Linked DNA regions of Rattus norvegicus: region 1 is linked to region 2. The links are chromatin contacts, called in public Hi-C maps. All regions are on one chromosome and are shown on one strand. Each heading gives the region's core, a stretch centred on a gene start, on an enhancer-like site or on the middle of the called end of the contact. The rest is flanking DNA. Distances are from core to core; before and after follow the strand shown. Region 1 holds the start of Bnip3l (BCL2 interacting protein 3 like). Region 2 has its middle 34 kb from the start of Bnip3l.

Region 1 (3,237 bases), core at 165-2,664, 34 kb after region 2:
ATAGTGCTTATCAAAATATGGGGCAGGGGCAATGTGTCTTAAAATACCCAAATTGTTACTTAAAATACCCGAATTGTTACTTATTTTTTTGGTTTTGTTATTTTCTGACACAGTCTGTCTCTGGGGCCCAGGCTTACTCCACTTCCCTAGAGCTGGAATGGCGGCCAAGAGCCACCACACCCGGTTACAATACCAAATGCTCTTGCAGCCATCCTCTAGGCTCAGTAACAGGTCTTCACTAAGTCGTTTTTGGCCACCCTGGAAGCAACCCCTCTTATGAAAGACACTGCCTGACCTTTAAGCATGCAAATGGCTTTTAAAGAACTTTATCTGGCCCTGTGTCGACTACCACCACCCACTACCTCTTTCATTAAGATATGAAATCCAAACAGAAAGATTGGGCAAGAAGGCAGGGTGATCTCACAACAGTGGACACTCTGGGGACAAGATGTCTGTTTGACTGCAACTCTATCCTTACCATCAACTTTCAATTGCCAATACCTGTGCCCTGTGTCTGTTGTGCTATTTACTGTATTTTCTGAAGTCCACTGCAGATTTGGTCGAAAGGGATGTGATCTCAGGGCATGTGCTGGACACTCAATCCATTTAACATAAGAAACAGCACGTTTAAAGACACTAGTATGTTAGCCGCCTGTCACCCCAGAACTTGGCAAAGTGGAAAGCAGGTAGGATCAGGTCAGACTCAGCAACACAAGTGCAAGCCCTGCCTGGGCTACATAAGACAAAAAAAGAAAAAGCAGTAAAATATGAGTTCAAGGTTAACAGCAACAAAAAACTCACATGAGGAACTTGGGAATTTTTCAGACAAAAAAAAAAAAAAGAAAAAGAAAGAAAGAAAAGAAAAAGGTAAATGTCAGAGGCGGAGCAAGCACCCTGAAAGAAACTCCGATGACCCCTGGACTGGAGTGCGGTAGGAGGCAAGCCCAGCACGCACACCTGCGGGGCGGCACGTCCACCCGCCACGCCCGGCCAGTCGCATCCATCTCCGGGTGTCCCCGCCGCACGTCCCATGCCCCCCTCGGCTGGCCAGCTCCAGCTTGCCGCCCACAGCTGCGTGCGCCGCCGGCTCCAGACGCCCACCGCGACCCTAAACCTCTGTGCCCAGAGCGCAGGCCAAGAGCCAGCCCCGAGCGCCTGCTCCTGACCGGAGGGCGTCGCTGTCACTCACATGCCGCAACCTCGACCCAAACCAATGAGCTGCCGTCTGCTCCCGCCCCCCTTTTCCCCCCACCGCACGGCGGCAGCGGCTCCTCCCCCATCCCTCCGCTGAGCCCGGCGGCCCCGTGCTCACTGTTGAGGCCAGCGGGCGGCGGCAGGGACTGCTCCCCTTCCTCGCAGTTGTTGTTGTTGTTGTGCAGGGGCGGCGGCGGCTCGACTAAGTGAGACATGGTCGGGAGGCTGGAAGCGGCACGGCCGCAGGACGACAGTATCCGGCTCTCGGGCAGCAACACAACAAGTCGAGTCCCCCCGCCCCCTTTTCTGCGCCTGCGCACTCCCTCCCAGCGTGACGTCAGAACCTTCCCGGGCCACGTGATGACAACACAGGCAGCCGGACTATAGGGTCTGAGCGGGGGTGAGGGGGCGTGACCAGGCCGAGTTGAGGCGGGGCATTCGCCAGCTCCTCCGGACTTGCGGGTGCGGAAGTCGCGCTGACTCGGGCGCCAGGAACGAATTCCTGCGAGTCAGTCGCAATAGCCGGAAGGGCTGAGCTAGGAAGTTGACACTGGATTGAGAATGGGAAGGAGTGTGCAGCCCGGAAGCTCCGGGCGTGAATGGAACCCCTCCCACGCCTGCAACATCCACGTAAGGACTCACCCCAGGCTTTAAAGAAGCAGAAAACCCCAGTTCCTCCCCTGGTGAAACATCCATTTGTGCCTCCCACAGGATACCGTGTGAGGTACCTTGGAGCTAATCACATTGTTGGAATTTCTAATATTTTAATTACAAAAGTAACACGCAATCACTGTTAAAAAAAAAATCAATGGCTGGGCGTGGTGCATACCTGTCATCTCAGCCCTTCCAGAGACTGAAGCAGGAGGATCCCTAGTTCCCTGTTATCCTGTGAGCCCTTGCCTTAAAAAACAAATTAAAAGGGGAAAAAATAACCCACACAGATTTACCCAAACCCTGGTTGTTACCTGTCTCTGTTAATGCCCTACCTCCTGTACGTTGCTGACTCTGTTACTTAATTCCTAAATACTCCTACATTGTATCTTTGTCAAGTTTTCTCCACCTGATTTTCGTACAGAGAATGTTTTTCTTTTAACTTTGTTTCAATCTGTAGATGTTGAATTTTCATGTAATTGTCTTTTTAAAAAATATGGTCTGAGATACCCACACACCAAAATATTAAATCTAGGACTAGCCAGTGAGATAGTTCTGCCGGTAAAGGTGCTTGTTAAGTAAATCTAGAGACTGAGTTCGTTCATTCCCCAGAACTCATGGTATACCGAGAGCTAACAAAGTTGCCTTCTGACCTCCACAAATGCACCTTGGCATGCACTTGCCCCCTATAAATCATAAATACATGCACACACAATGATTTGAGATTTATAATTTTAACTTTTATTTCTGTGCATGTGTGTGCTGGTGTCCAAGGGCCTTCTGAGGCCAGAAATATCAGATAGCTCTGATACTGGACTTCCTGGAAATTATGAGCCATCTGACTTGGGTTCTGAAAATCAGGTCCTCTACAAGAGCAGCACAGGCTCTTAACTGCTCAGCCACCACTCCTGCACCAGTCGTTATATTTTTTAAAGATTATGAATTTATTGTATAACTAATTCTCTCTTAGGGTTAATTGTACATGTGGATTCTTCCTTAATTCTCCTGGAATTAACTTTTCATATTGTAAATTCCGTCTTTGATTCTTCCCAACTTTGTAGCCAACTGACCCAACAATACATATCTATTATCTATTCATTTCCTGGCCTTTTTGAGGCAGGGTCTCACTTTGTAACCCATGCTGGTCTTCAACTCACTACATAGTACAGTCTGGTCTCTAGCTCTTGACAATTTTTCCTCAGCCTCCTGAGCCAAGGAAACATATAACATCTCAAATGGGTCATAGACCTAAATGTAAAACCTGAAAAGTATTAACAATAAGTCTTTGTCACTTTGAATTAGGCAAACACCTTAGAAGACACCCAAAAACACAATCTACCAGAGAAAAAAATACATAAACCATGAGAATTTATTACTGCTTTCAAGGGCCTG
Region 2 (3,467 bases), core at 420-2,919:
CATTAGGCATTTAATTAATAATAATAATAATATTGTGTAAAATTAGTGGTCTAAACTGAGTGAATGAAGGAGTGAACCCACACCTGGGTACAACCTCGACAGAGCTATGCCTGTCCTCCTGAGGCCAGGCTCCTACACCAGGCTGCTGTCAGGGAGGAGACCTGGGGAAACCAGACACTCCCTCCCCTACTTGGGTTTGTCACCTTTGCCTCAGCTGCAGTACCAGGAGAGGCCAGGCCCTGCCATCCCTGGGTGAGTAAACAAACCACAAGCTGAGGAGGTATGGCTGAGGAATTCCTTCCTCAGAGACACGTGAGGACCACTCACGGCCTGTCAGGCCACCCTGAAGCAGAAATGGCACCACCAGCTGCTGGTCTGCTGACTCTGCCGGTTGAATCTTGAGCGTCATCGGAGGTCTCACTGTATAGCCCAGACAGATCCAAGCCCAGATCCTCCCTCTTCAGCTACCTCAGTGCTGAGGGGACAGTGGGTGAGCTTGCCTACCTAGTGTAAGCTTTTCACATCACACAACCCTGACAGAAGAGGCAGACTACCAGTCATTTACCAGAACATTCCCATCAGTCACCACTCTGCCCTTATGTATTTAACTTGGTATAATGACAGATAGCTTCTTCTTTGCTTTTGTTTTTCTAAACAGGGTTTCTCTGTGTAGCTCTGGCTGTCCTGGATCTCACTCTGTAGACCAGGCTGGCCTAGAACCAGAGATTTACCTGCCTCTGACTCCTGAGTGCTGGACTAAAGGGGTGTGTCACTGTTACTGGGCCAAATGGCTATTTTCTTAAGAAAGTCATCATGGGCATGCTAGATGATCCCAACACACAGGAAGCTGAGGCAGGAGGACTATAAGTTCCAGGCTAGTCTGAGCTATATAGTTAGTGAGACACTGTCCCAAAAAACTAAAACAAGGCGGAGGAGAGGGAGGAGAGGAAAGAAAGTGGTGTGTACCTTTAGTTCTAGCACTTGGGAGGCTGAGGGAAGAGGATGCGAGTTCCCAGCCTGCTGAGGTACATGAATCCTTGTCTCAAAGAAGTGGGGGAGGGGGCGACAACAATGATGACGACAACAGGAAGACTGAGACAGACAGACAGACTCCTGCCCAACGACCACACGAATATGAACGCTACCCATGGTGTCAGTAGATGCACTGAGAAAGCACATCACGCATTACTCGTATGGGTCTCCAGCCACTCTACTGCAGAGGAGCCATCGCCTTCTTATACCCAGCCTAAGTGTCTCTATCCCAGCCAACCTGCCAAGTCCGAGAGAAGTAGGAGTCCAGAGGGCTCTAAGTGTGGATGCCAGAGCCCCCTCCACACCTCAGGAGGGTAAAAGTATGTTTGCACAGGGACAGAATGCAGAGCTCAGGCCAAGTACGGGGCAGCAGAGTATGGAGTATGGAGGCCAAGTATGGAGCCCAGAGGTAAGCTTCACAGTGACAGCTGCTATTTTCTTTCCTGCCTCAGGAACCTTGAGGAACCACTTTGTGATACTGTGATTTATAATGACACATATATCACCCCATTCCCAGTGCAGAGCTCGTAAGATGCTTGGAATTCCCTAAATTATTCATAATAAGCCCTCTGAACCCCAGAGTATGCTAATGAGTGACTCCTGAAGTATGGAGCTGGGTCCTGGGAAGACTGGAAGGTCCACCCCAACCCGCGACTGGGATGGTAGAGGTAGGCAGGCTGAGTCAACTTTCCAGGGGCCAAGAAGCTAGTGACTCATGATCAGGGAATGAGTCTCCCCAAAGGAAGGGTTCAGCCTTCAGATGAGCACATGGGGTGCTGGCAGGAACTCCAGAGCGGCAGTGCCACGGCCCTTAAATGCTGAGGGATCACCCTGTGGCTGGACTGGCAATGTCCGGAGCTTTTGAAAAGTAACTTCCCACTGGGTGTGAACAAACACGCTAGTGGCAGTCAGAAGACAACTTGTGGGAGTTGGTTCTCTCCTTCAAATTTATGGACCAAACTCAGGTTGGCCAGCAGGTATCTTTTGTGCTAAGCCAGTGGTTCTCCACCTTCCTAACATGGCCATCCTTTAATACAGCTCCTCAGTGTTGTGGTGACCCACAACCATAAAATTATTTTGTTGCTTTCACAACTGTAATTTTGCTACTATAATGAATAATAATGTAAATATTTGAGATGCAGGATATCTGATATGCAACTTCAATGCGGTCACAACCCACAGGTTGAGAACCACTGTCTAAGCTGTCTCACCACCCCACCATTCTTTCACTTTGAAATAAGGTATACGTTTTCCAGGCTGGCCTTGAACTCGTTCTACAGTTCAGAGTGCCCTTGAACTTGTGATCTTCCTGCTTCAGCCTCCAAAGTACCTGGGATGACAGGCCTTGCCATCAGGCCTGGTGATGCAGCCTTTAAAATAAATGGGCATCTGGGGCTGGGAACATACCTCAATAGTGTGTGCTTTGCATGCTCAGGCCATGGGGGGGAGTGGAGTCATCTCTGGGAACCTCTGATTACAGTCAGTCAGTCAGAAGCTGACACTGAGCTTTGAAGCTGGGGGCAGACTGCTGGGATCTGTGTCAACTCGGTGTAGTATTGAGCTGATTTCAGTCACATGTTGACCAGCTGGCACTGGAGAATGGGTCACTGTGGGAAAATCCACCCCAAGTGATATAAATAAGCTAGACAGTAGTTGGGAAAGGACAGAAACAGGAGGCTTCCTTCCTTTTGAACTTCAAGCACAGTTCTTCTGCAAACAGGTTCTGTAATTGGGGAAAAAAACCAACATTACCCCACCCCCGGTGCTCAGGATAGAGCCCTTGTCTCCTGCACACCAAGCAAGTTCTATCACTGTGTTACATCTCCAAGCTCACAGGGACATCCCTAACCAGTGCAGTTCCTGCAATGAGGTGGTTGGGTTCTCCATCGGCCTCGAGCTCCCTTCCCATCCACACACCTCCCTACAGAATGACTTTCCTCTCTTCTAGGCATCACAGGGATGCAGTCTTGGTTGGCCCAGTGGCTTGCTTAACCTAGTGGATGCGGGAGTCAGGAGCTTGTATGGCCCTGAAGCCTTGGCAACAAGAGGTCTCTTGGTCTGTCTGGCTTTACGCAGCCATGCTGTTGGGAAGCTGAAGGTATCTTACGGCTGGGAGGTCCCGTGGGTGAGTGCTGGTGGCTTCAGCTAGGGACAGTACCAGATCTCATTGGTCTTCCTTAGCAGAGCTCCTATCTGGACTGAGTAGCGAGATGTAGGAGTGGGGCTTAGTAGATTGAAAAAGACGACAGGAATATTTGTTAAAACTGACCCTTCTGTCTAACCAGCTCTAATGAGTTATTAATATCCTCCGCCGAGAATCCTGATCCTTTTCTCCCTCTTACAATGACGTGTGAACTTTGCAGAGCAGGGGCCTGAACGCTAGGGAAGAGTGGAGACCACCAGAGAAACCGGAGGAGGTAATAGAACTGGAGAAT

What was found. Hi-C and Micro-C count contacts between places; a contact is called where the count stands out from the background.
Region 1: a Hi-C map of the A7r5 cell line shows a contact between it and region 2, with 1.8 times the contacts expected there. The contact joins the promoter of Bnip3l here to the enhancer-like site in region 2.

Annotation. Positions count from the first base shown.
Region 1 is chr15:45,371,799-45,375,035 of GRCr8, forward strand. It overlaps Bnip3l (BCL2 interacting protein 3 like), which reads right to left and starts at 1,415. Exons shown (of 6, transcript NM_080888.2): 1 at 1,313-1,415. The coding sequence starts at 1,409.
Region 2 is chr15:45,337,957-45,341,423 of GRCr8, forward strand. No RefSeq gene overlaps it. Among named protein-coding and RNA genes, the nearest start is that of Bnip3l, 34 kb to the right of the region's middle. Within about 2 kb of position 1,670, at least 12 of the 93 cell types and tissues checked have an H3K27ac peak or open chromatin away from gene starts, as enhancers often do. A contact at or near this core is called in the A7r5 cell line, where this site is marked.